Linked DNA regions of Mus musculus: regions 1, 3 and 4 are each linked to region 2. The links are chromatin contacts, called in public Hi-C, HiChIP or PLAC-seq and promoter capture Hi-C maps. All regions are on one chromosome and are shown on one strand. The core of a region is the stretch at or near the end of the contact, and the rest is flanking DNA. Distances in the headings are between cores, read along the strand shown.

Evidence for each region. Promoter capture Hi-C pulls out the DNA fragments that hold promoters and counts their contacts. A called contact is a pair of places that touch in the nucleus more often than the background predicts. HiChIP or PLAC-seq counts read pairs in DNA pulled down with a chosen protein or histone mark.
Region 1: a contact with region 2 is called in an H3K27ac HiChIP or PLAC-seq map of bone marrow-derived dendritic cells, with 6 times the contacts expected there. The contact joins the promoter of Wdr6 here to the promoter of Ccrl2 in region 2.
Region 3: a contact with region 2 is called in a promoter capture Hi-C map of hippocampal neurons, with 4 times the contacts expected there. The contact joins the promoter of Pdcd6ip here to the promoter of Ccrl2 in region 2. A contact is called at or near these places in 3 of 39 promoter capture datasets (cranial neural crest, hippocampal neurons and pre-B cells) and 1 of 115 datasets of contacts at active chromatin or transcription factors (bone marrow-derived dendritic cells).
Region 4: a Hi-C map of B cells shows a contact between it and region 2, with 7 read pairs. The contact joins the promoter of Ubp1 here to the promoter of Ccrl2 in region 2. A contact is called at or near these places in 2 of 39 promoter capture datasets (cranial neural crest and pre-B cells), 1 of 484 Hi-C or Micro-C datasets (B cells) and 2 of 115 datasets of contacts at active chromatin or transcription factors (bone marrow-derived dendritic cells and large pre-B cells).

What each region holds. Positions count from the first base shown.
Region 1 is chr9:108,577,153-108,580,001 of GRCm38.p6, reverse strand. Wdr6 (WD repeat domain 6) reads left to right here and starts at 1,289. Exons shown (of 6, transcript NM_031392.3): 1 at 1,289-1,508. The coding sequence starts at 1,409. P4htm (prolyl 4-hydroxylase, transmembrane (endoplasmic reticulum)) reads left to right here. Exons shown (of 9, transcript NM_028944.4): 8 at 163-286; 9 at 694-1,140. The coding sequence ends at 914.
Region 2 is chr9:111,056,119-111,058,818 of GRCm38.p6, reverse strand. Ccrl2 (chemokine (C-C motif) receptor-like 2) reads left to right here and starts at 1,301. Exons shown (of 3, transcript NM_001302376.1): 1 at 1,301-1,438; 2 at 1,937-2,053; 3 at 2,380-2,700. The coding sequence starts at 2,391.
Region 3 is chr9:113,707,005-113,709,704 of GRCm38.p6, reverse strand. It overlaps Pdcd6ip (programmed cell death 6 interacting protein), which reads left to right and starts at 1,446. Exons shown (of 18, transcript NM_011052.2): 1 at 1,446-1,806. The coding sequence starts at 1,598.
Region 4 is chr9:113,929,985-113,932,684 of GRCm38.p6, reverse strand. It overlaps Ubp1 (upstream binding protein 1), which reads right to left and starts at 1,373. Exons shown (of 16, transcript NM_001372510.1): 1 at 919-1,373. The coding sequence starts at 1,031. Gm39439 (a long non-coding RNA gene) reads left to right here and starts at 1,759. Exons shown (of 4, transcript XR_003948257.1): 1 at 1,759-1,958.

The sequences.
Region 1 (2,849 bases), core at 40-2,539, 2.5 Mb after region 2:
GCTGTTATTACTCTTGGGCTGGTAGGGCCTTGGGCAAGTGTGTACACACCCTTCCAGAGCTGGGACGAGGGCACATCTGCCTGTTTTCCCTCCAGCCAACCTTGGCTGCCTGGTCCTGCAATGGCAGGCAGTCCACAAACAGCCTCACCTTGTTGCCTACAGAGTCTGATTCAGGATGATGTCGATCTCCGGGACACTCGAAGGCACTGTGACAAGGGCAACCTTCGTGTCAAGCCCCAGCAAGGAACTGCAGTCTTTTGGTACAACTACCTTCCTGATGGGCAAGGTGAGGGCTTTACTCATGGCCAGGTCTTGGGCTTCTCTGAGGGAACTCATCTCTCCCTCCTGCTCTCCTGGAGGACTGTTCCTGTCTTCCATAGCCAGGGATTTCAAAGCACAGTAGCACTAGTACAGTATCTTCGGTTATCTCCGCCCACCGTCCTTGCGCACCAGCCTTCCTGCTGTCTGGGGCAGGGAAACTTCTCTCCACAACCCAGGCTGGGAAGAGCTATAGCCAAGCTCAGAAGCAAGGAAGCTTGGTTAATTTTAAGGGCCAGTATGTTGACCATGCCTTAGTGGGTGAGACGCCAAGTCCTTCCATGGGGATTAGATGTGTGCACAGCTCAGGCTGAGCCAATCTAGGGTTTTCCCCTCCCTAACTTGTCCTTTGTTCATGTCACCTTCTTACCCCAGGCTGGGTGGGTGAAGTGGACGACTACTCGTTGCATGGGGGCTGCCTGGTCACCCGCGGCACCAAGTGGATCGCTAACAACTGGATCAATGTGGACCCTAGCCGGGCACGGCAAGCCTTGTTCCAGCAGGAGATGGCTCGTCTGGCTCGGGAAGGTGGCATGGACTCACAACCCGAGTGGGCCTTGGACCGAGCCTACAGTGATGCCCGTGTGGAGCTCTGACGCAAGGCCCTGATGCGAATCACCCGCTGCCCAACGTCAAAGACCCTGCAGGTCCTCTGTCCTACTGCAGACTGAAGTTCTGGCCGACCTCTTGCCCTAGCCCTCCCTGCCTGCAGCCGCGATCAAAGGCGCAGTTCCTACATTCACGTTATTTATTGGTGTACAGCCTCCATGCTGCTCCGTTAAATAAAACTACAGGGCTTCCAGCCAGGGGCCGGCGAGCTAAGCGCCCGCTTGGGGGAGGGGAGGCCCACCGCCCCTCCCGGCTAGTCTCATGTGTGTGTGTGTGGGGGGGTGACTCTGATCCGGCCAATCAGGAGCGGGATCGCGTGGGGGACAGGGTCGTCATTGGACGTCCGCAGCCCAGCGCCAGGGCTTTGCTACCTGTAGCTAAGGGCTTCGGAGCTCTGCAGCGCGGCTCTCCAGACGGCTGGTTCTCGCGAGAACGCAGCTCTCTTCTTGTCCGTGGCAGCCACAGCAGCTCCAGGAACGTCATGGACGCTTTCGGGGACTATGTCTGGCCGCGGGCGACTTCCGAGCTCATACTCCTCCCGGTTACGGGTCTGGAGTGTGTTGGGGACAGGCTGCTGGCGGGTGAGGCTTGGTCGGCTCTAGTCGTGCTAGCGGGCGAAGAACTAGCCTCTCCCTGGGTGGTCGCACCGGACAAAGGGATGCCCTGGGGAGGAGGATGGGCAGCGGGCTGGGGACTGGCGAGGGGTGGGAGTGGGGGGAATAAGGCAGGTTCGGAGGTGGCGGGAAACACAGGCCGGCGGAGGAGGGCGGGGCTCGAGAGACAGTGGCAGCTCTTCATAAATTGCAGCCAGCTTGGAAAGGGTGGACAGAGACGCTTGAAGGTGTGGGGGACGCAGTCGTTCCATGTTGGGGGAGGGACGTTGCACCCTCAGGTGAACGCAAATGATCAAAACCCCTGGAGAGGAAGAAAAAAAAAAAAAGGGCAGCCTCAGGGGGTGTGGCGGGAGTGTGGCTTCTGGAGAGGGTTGAAGCTCCGCCCCCAAAGATGAGGGGGCCAAAAAATTGCTTTCTGAGTAGAGCAGTATCCAGAGAGGCTGGGGCTTAGGTTCCTCTGGAGAACCAACTGGGGGGTCTGAGCCAACTGGGTTAGTAATCACATGTCTCAGTGTCTGGTGGTAAAGGTCTGAGATGGCTCTGAGGTGCCAAGTGTCCTGGAAGCAGTAGGGCCTGATGCGAAGCCATCCTTTGGTGATGGTGGTGTTGGGTTTTACAAGGACCCTTGGCACTGACAATTAGGCCTTGGGTCAGCCATTATTAGCCTCAGCAGGGCTGCGTGTTTGTCTTGTGGTGAGGGTATATTCTAGAGTTGATGTGTGTGTGTGCGTGTGCGTGCGTGTGTGTGCAAGTGCAAACATTGGGTTGCTCCAGTGAGCTAAACTCTCTGGAGGTGGGACCGGCAAACTTCAGGAAATGAAATCCGTAGAATTTTGAAGAAAGAGACATTAAGAGAGGAGTAAGGTAATGAGGAATCCTGACGAGTCCGAGGAGGAGGAGATCGTGGGAAACAAACGGCTGCAAGATGACCAAAAGGGAGCTGAGAGTCCCATTCTAGAAAACGTCTGTGGGTTCTATACACATGTATGGGGGTGTAAGAGATTCCCCGGGAAGTATGTGGATTTGTATAGAGGGAGGCCCTGGACAAGCCCCTCTTGAGCACAAGTTAGGAATGTTCCTAACTCAGAAGACGCTAGCTTTGATTCTGCTGTGTTAAATGCTGTCCAGGTTCTTAATACCTGCACCTCATCTCTCCTCCCAAGCCTTGTTGCTTTTAAGTCTCAGTCGCATACAAAGGACGATCTCACAGCTGTCCAGGGGTGGGGCCAGAATGCAAGCCTCACCCCTGCCTGCCAAAGTGTGGGCAGCTTCAGCACGCATGCACACACACAAACACACACACACACA
Region 2 (2,700 bases), core at 52-2,551:
GAGAGAGAGAGAGAGAGAGAGACTGATAAGATGAGAAAGGAGGCCATGATGGGGGAGGAAGGGATCTTAGGCAAAGAACAAGAGAAAAGTTATGATGGGATACATGTGACATGAAAGCAGAAGGAGAAACAGTCATGGGGTAGAAAGATGACCAACAAGAAGGGGCAGGGAAAGGGTTAGGGATGAATAAGAACAACGAATAGTGGCACATATGCATGAATATGCCATAATGAAATACTTTCTTTTGTATGCTAATTTGGAAAAAAAATAATCCTATGGCCTGAATGTGGACAGGCAAATGCTGGGAATCAGACCAAAATCAAGCAATACTGGAAGTTAGGGCCACACGACGAGAGAAGTCGGAGCGATCTTGAATTTACAGACCTGTCCTTTTCCTGGAGAGATTTTAGTTTACCATCAGGGTGTAACACAAAGCACAGAAAGCATATAGGGGACCGACTACCACCTCCACCCCTTACGCATCTAATGAGCACTGTGAATGCTTGTGAGTCTGCCTCCTGTCTAGGACTGAACTATGAACCACTTCCCTTACTCACAGGCCAGGTGTCATGGTGTGGCTCCGGGACATCTAGCTGCAGAAGGGAGAGATCTCAGGAGGCTGACAGCTCAGGGGACCCTGGACTGTAGCCATGTCCACGGGTAGACAGGGCATCCTGGGACCTGGAGATTCCCACTCATGCATAGATACCCCCTACTGGGGGAGGAGAGACCTTATTAGGAAGTGCCTCCGTTCTGGGTTCTCCCTGCTCCAGGGTGAGTTTCATTTTCTGTCCTAGCTTCCAGGATGCTCGGGGCTTAATGTTCACTCATGTTTATCTGGGCTCTTTTCTTTCTGTTTTCTTATTGGTCTCTTCATTACCTATTTCTGTTTTTATAGTTACACTTTCCGTTTCACATGCTGATAATGCAAAGGATGTGCCTAAATCACAGACATCACCTAGTCCCCAGATTAGGTCAGCCATAGCTACACAGAGTCGTGGGCCTGAGGGCAGTTTACACATGCTTCCCGCCCCTCCCCCCCAACTCTTTGAAGTTCTTCTTCTTCTTCTTGAAATACCCATCTTTAACCAGCATCCTTCTCCTCCCGCCCACTCCCTTCCACTCCAAGACCAGGCAACTGTCCAATTCCTTTCTTCATCCCCATTCTCCATTGGAAACCAAGTCTCCCCTCCTCACAGTCCACCTGACCGTGTCCCACACGTCCTCACACAGGACTTTCCCCCGGGGCTTCCCCTGAGCGGGGTCAGCTACATCAAGTGTCCCAGCATCAACTGCTTCCTTCCAGCTGCTTGCAACACTCTTTGCTTTCTGACGTAGGAATGCTCACACCAGACTTGCATTTAGCAGCGCTCCTTTTCTGTCCAGCTCTGTCCCCAACCTCCTTCCCGACTGATACCACTTGCTTCCATGTTCTCTGGTGAGTATGGACACGTTTGTACTCTGGAAACTGTTATCTACTCAGGGAACTTATGTCAGAAGCCAGGGGGTGGGGTGGTGCGTCTCGGCTTCTGACATCACACTCTGATTATCACTGGAAGCAGGCGTGGGTTAGTGTCCTTATCCGAGGCAGCCTGGAGGACAGCTGGCTAAGAGGTACAGAGAAGTCAAACTTGGGATACCGGGAGAGGGAGAGATGAAAACAACTTCTCAATTTCTCTGCGGCTGACAGAAGCTCCTGAGAGAGGCTTTCAGAACTTGATTCCAGCTGGCCCGTGAAAGCTGTGTCTGGACGGGAGAGCCTCAGAGGAATAAACAGTGCCTTCTCTGGCTTCTCCGGGTCATGACCAGTCTGTTCAGAAGGAAGTGGTGTTTCTCTGACCCCACTGTTCCCACAGCCCCCTGGATGGTAGATCATGGGGCTGCACCCTTCCCCACCCTTGGGAACTCAGTCAAACGGTTATCTTTATCTCGCCAGCTTGTCCTCGTGCTTGACCAGCGCAGTTTCACTTTTGCAAACATCTGTTTATATCCCTTGAGAGAAAAAATATCAAGCAACCTGCCTCAAACGACGCTGTTTTGTCCGGTGAGCAAGGTAAGAAACTGTTTTAAACATCTGGGAAGTAGGCGGGCACCAACTTCTGAAGCTTAAGCCAGTCTCTGGTTGTTTTTAACTCTTTGTTTTCTTAGATCCTATCTCCCACGTAGAGTCTCGTTTCAACCAAAGAACTTAAGTGGCTTTAACGTCCCTGACTCTTTCTGTACCAGGCAGTTTCTGTCACATTAGCAGCGTGGTCCCTGGGTGCTTAATGAGGAGATTTGAGTACGGCCGCCCACGCTGGGGTGGGGGGTGGGGGCATAGTTACTTTCAGTCTTTGGCTGTCGGATGGAGGGGAATCATGACCTCTGGTTTCCCCACAGGACAGCCTCCGATGGATAACTACACAGTGGCCCCGGACGATGAATATGATGTCCTAATCTTAGACGACTACCTGGACAACAGTGGGCCGGACCAAGTTCCGGCCCCCGAGTTCCTCTCCCCCCAGCAGGTGCTGCAGTTCTGCTGCGCGGTGTTTGCGGTGGGTCTCTTGGACAACGTGCTGGCGGTGTTTATCTTGGTGAAATACAAAGGACTCAAGAATCTGGGGAACATCTACTTCCTAAACCTGGCACTTTCAAACCTGTGTTTCCTGCTTCCCCTGCCGTTCTGGGCCCATACTGCAGCACACGGGGAAAGCCCTG
Region 3 (2,700 bases), core at 197-2,696, 2.7 Mb before region 2:
TATATATATATAATAAAAAATGAAAAAAATTGCGTGTTTGATGTGAAGGCTTGATAGATTCAAGTTAGTTTTGCCTGGAATGTTTCATGGACGATATTGTTCATCAACATTTGCTCCATCAAGAGTGGTGAGATGGCTCAGCAGGGAAAGGTGCTTGCTGTCAATCATGCCCACCTGAGTTCCACCCCTGAGACCCACGTGGTAGAAGGGACTGATTCCAGAAGTTGACCTCTGACCTCTGAGTACTCCCCAATAAATAAACCATAATAAAAATAAACAGTAAAAATACCAGACTTGTCTTCTGGGAGGCCTTCAAGAAACATTCTATGTATGTGCGCGTGAGGGCTGGCCCCAGAGGAGGCCCCAAGAGGGTGATGGGTCGCCTTGAGTTACAGGTGTTGAGTGTGTTCCTAAAGAGGCTACTGGGAACCCAGGTCGGCCTCTCACTCAGGCAGAGCAGCAAACAGTCTTTAACTGCTAATCTATTTCCCCAGTTACCCAGGGAGGCCTTTGTAAAAAATATAAAAAAAATTGCTTAAGTACGACTGATTGTACTAAATAGATTCTAGACACTGACTACAAGTTTCATAATGATTTGTGGTGTCACTCTTCAACTTCCTTTCATTCTAGTCTCTACTTCCCTTTTAAGTTCTGGATATGGGATACTCGTGCTTTAGGTCTGGGGCCTCTTCCCACTTAAGTCTCTCCACCCGTGCTCTCTTTTAATGTCAAATTGCGAGTATTCTTTTAAATTCATCTTCTGGGAGGATGTTTCTTAAATTATCTTGCTTATGCTATGTTCTTCTAAGAGATCTCTTTTTACGTACCTTACTACCGACTGTGTCCTTACCTGGAAGACTGCACGAAGGCAGGGACTTTTTCTACTTTTGCCCTGGGGGGTGGGGGTGGGGGTAAGGCTGCACACACAATGGACCTTCAACCGCACATCACAATACTCCCCAGGGTCTGGTCTCATAGGAGAAAGCATAACAAAGGAGCATTTCACCACCGGGCAGAATATATTGACCTATAAAATTAATTTTTGTAATAAAAAAGGAAAAATACAATCAATTAAAAATATTTTAAAAAGAAAAATAGAGCAGAATCTAAGGAGAATTTAAAATCTTCTTGAGCCGGGTGGTAGTGGCGTATGCCTTTAATCCCAGCATTGGGGAGGCATAGGCAGGAAGATCTCCGCGAGTTCGAGGCCGGCTTGGACTACAAGTCAGTTCCAAGATAGCCAGGGCTACACAGAGAAACCCAGTCTCGAACAAAACAACCAAACCAAACCAAAATAACCAAAAGAATCTTTTTGAAAATTTAATCATCGCAGTAGGCTACCGCCTGATCCCACCACGCAGGCGCCGCACAGGCGAGCCCAGGTGAGCGACGCTTTGGTGGCACCATCACGTGACCGAGCGGCGCGCCCCTCCGACTGCGCCTGCGCGGGGGCTCCCGGAAGTGGCCAGCTCGAAGCGCTGGCGGCCCAGTCCGTCGGCCCGTCGGTCCGCTCCTCCGCTGCCGGTGCCGAGCGCGCCTAGGCCGTGGTCGCTGTCCCTCCGTCTGTGCGGCCCGACGCGGCGGCCGGGCGCTCACCATGGCGTCGTTCATCTGGGTGCAGCTGAAGAAGACCTCGGAGGTGGACCTGGCCAAGCCGCTGGTGAAGTTCATCCAGCAGACGTACCCGAGCGGCGGCGAGGAGCAGGCCCAGTACTGCCGTGCGGCCGAGGAGCTCAGCAAACTGCGGCGCTCGGCGCTCGGTCGCCCGCTGGACAAGCATGAGGGCGCCCTGGAGACGTTGCTGAGGTGGGCCCGGGCGGCGGGGCTCCCTCCCAGCCTCCCTTCCTGTCCCCGCTCCCCTCCCCAGCCTCGCTTCCTCCTCCCTTCATAGCCTTTTCCTCTCCCCCGCGCCTGGCCTCCACTCTGACTCAGGCCAGCAGCGTAGGTGTGGTCAGCATTCTTTCCTGGTGAGAGGACTCATAACCCTGTCCTCCCTTCCGAGTGCCTTCTGTCACCGAGGCTCCTTACCTGGGAGGACGTCTGCCGTGTAATGATCTCTCTGGTTACAGCCGTTTGACCGGTTTTCACTTTTTGGGTGTTACAACTGGAGTCTCCCTTTTACAATCCCTGTTTGTGACTTTATTGGACCACGTCTAGATTTCCTAATAATAGTTACGAAAGGGAAGGGAGAGAATTTGGACACTAAACCAAATGTCGGTGACTTATTATATTGTTCACTTGAAGTAAGTCATCTCATGTTCCAATAATCAAGTGACAGACTGACAGTTGTAAAAGTTAGGAGCTACAGTCGTTTGAAAGAAAACTTGAATGACATAGTAGACCGCTGAGACTGGTTACTTAAAAATCTTTTGACACGGGCGTATGCACGTATGGAATACCCTGGTCCTTTTTGCAATTGGTGACAACCCAGGTACTTGATAATGATAACATTTCCGTGATACCTTATGATCCAATTTCTGGTAATATGATCTTGTTTCATGCAAGGGACGCTGGTGGATTAGGGTGGGAACAGAGCTGTCCAGAGACACCCCTTAGTTTTGGCATCATCTTGCTCCCGTGATGTTTCCTGCATGTGTTGCCAGATGGCCACTAGCAGCCCTTACCGTAGTTAGAATGGCTCCCAGCACTGAGTAGACTTTATCTGTTGACAGAGTGAGGAGCCAGATTTCAAACAGTTCT
Region 4 (2,700 bases), core at 124-2,623, 2.9 Mb before region 2:
CTCCCGACCCGCCAGAGTCAAGGCTAATTGCTTCAGGGATGAGGCTGGACTTGTGCAGACCAGCTCTGACCCAGGGCATTTCTCTTAGGGTATTAACAATGCTTCTGACCTCCCCTGGGCGGCAGGAAAGGTAGGAGAGCCCCAGGGAGCCCACATCGCACACTTTACACAACCAACCATACTGCTGAAAACTAAGTACTACACTTAATTCACACGTTTCAAAAACCACTCCGTTTTTTACCTCCTTGGGTAAACCATACCCTACACAAGCCATATTCCAACATCGAAACAAAGGGCTGCCGAGCCACCAAGAACTCTTCAACTCTTTCGGGATAAGTAAGGGGCAGACACACTTGGCTCCTATCTGTTTCCGCCTCTCCCAATTACACAAAAAGGAACAGCTGCTGGTGCAGACAGCAGTGACTAAACTATTGTGTGTGGCACAATCTTAAAGCCCTCTGCAAAAGGAAACAGCCTGAGGGGAGTCACTTTGAGAATGAAGAAACCTAGCAAGGGCCCAACTTCACTCTCAATCAGGAGACTATACAAGCAAGTCACTGCGCTCGCCAACCCTCAGGGCTACTTTCACTCACAATATAACTTACTATCAGAATGTCAAGCGGCTGAAAGTCGCAGGCCACGCTACCAGGCACCGTAGGAAAAGCTACAGTTTTCCCATTAGAAACAGTGCCTTTTGTACAGCCTACTCCAGCTAAAAGGACTCGTAAATCACTTGGAAAGAAAGTCCCTGCCCCTCTGACCCAATCTCAACGGCTAGCGCGGCTTCCCCAGGCAGAAGCGACGGGGTCCTCCGCCGCTAGCCGCCCCCGTCGGCCTCCCAGGCCACGGCGCCACGCGGCAGGACCCCGACCCCGCGGCCCAGGCCCCGCCCGGCGGAGGCAGCCGCGCGCCCCTTACCTCATGCTGTAGGCGCCGGCGCCCAGCTCCTGCCCGATGCCGGACAGGCTGGAGTCGAAGTCGTGCACCAGCCCGGACTCGATCACCTCGTCCATACTGAGCACCCAGGCCATCTTCCGGCCTCGCCGCCGCCCCGCGCAGCGCGGCCTCCGGGTCCGGGGCGAAGGCGCCCGAGCTCCGCGGGCGCGTCCTGAGGGAGGACGCGGGTGAAGCCTCCGGCGGCGCGGCGAGTGGTCACCTGCGGCGGCGCGGGACGCGGCTGAGACGAGAGCGGCCGAGGCCCAGCTGTCAGGGCACAGCGTGCGGGCCAGCAGCTGCGGCGGGAGCGACCGGGCCGCGAGCCGCGCCGCCCTCCCGCGGCCGCCGGCCCCGCGCCTCATGCCGCCGCCCGCCCCCGGCGCCGCTCCCGCGGCCGCCGCCCGCCCCGCCCCACAGCCCCAGCGCGCATCCCCCCGGCACGCCCGTCACCCGCTCCCGGGCCGCGCCCCCCCCCCCCCAGCCCTCTGCCCGCCCGCCCAGGCTCCAGCGCCCCTTCGCCCCGGCCAACCCCGCCGCCGCCGCTCCGCCGGCCCGGACGCAGCTTCGATGCGGCTCCGGCTTGGGCTCGCTCGCCGCTTCCGCCTCCTCCTCCGGCCCCGCCCCTGCGGCCGCTCCCCTCCCAGGCCCGCCCCTCGCGGCCCCGCGCCTCGCGGCGGCACTAGCGCCTGGGCCGAGCGGCGCTGCCCGGCCCCCGCGGTGTCGCGGCCTGGCGGCGGAAGAGGTGTGACCGGTTACGCTCGGCTGACTGACAGGTCTTCTGGGCAGTCACGGCGAAGCGGCCGGAATGGATTCCCGTGAGCCTCTGCGTTCCCGGCTGAGCCACCAATCAAAACGCTCTTCCCCTCCGGGACTAAATTGACTGCCATAAGTAAGAGCTCATTGGCCCGCACTGGAGGAAGTGGTTCCAGGTCCTACTTCCGTCGGTTCTGGGAAATACCCTTTCGTCGGCTTTTGCCCCCGCTCCAGAGAAAAGCGGGTACATCTCGTCTGATGTAAGCTAGGTCTGTTGTGCAGAAGATCTTGATTGGCAGGAGAATAAGCCAGTCAGCCCTCCCTAAAAGGTCCCCGCCCCTCTCAACTCAACTTTAATCCGGAGGCAGAAGCATGCTGGTCTGAGTTCGAGGTCAGCTTGGTCTACTTGGCGAGCTCCGGCTGAATCAAGGTTATATACAAGGGCTTGTCTCAAAACAAAACAAAGCAAATTTGCAGAGCCCAGAAGATCTGGTGACGCACATAGCACAAGAGTGTGTGACACCCTCGTTATTCCTTAATCATGTGCGCTAACACAAACCATGCAAATTGCTGTGAGAGTTAACGTGAAGAAAACTAGTGTTTTTCTAAAACAAAAGACAACAAACAAACCCGGGAGGTTATGGTTCAGGTAGCACGAAGACAAAACAAACAAACAAACAAACAAACAAACAAAAACCACACACACACACACAGATACCCGCAGCAAAAGACAAAGAATACACTAAGCATAGAGACTTCCTATCTATGCCCAAGTGCTCCCTTTTACTGCTTCATGGAAGTCTGTGTCTGGGTATCCCTAACAAGCTTTGAGAAGAACTGCTCCCTCCAAGCCGGCCCTCGATTATTGCTTTTTTCACATAATATTGTTTCCAAAGGATTCGGATGTGGGTCCAGCAACGTTCATTTGACAGGTTTATTATTAACTGTTGGAAATAACGGGGGAAGGGGGAGTAATTCTCTGATTCTTGGGACAAGTGTAATTGTGCTATC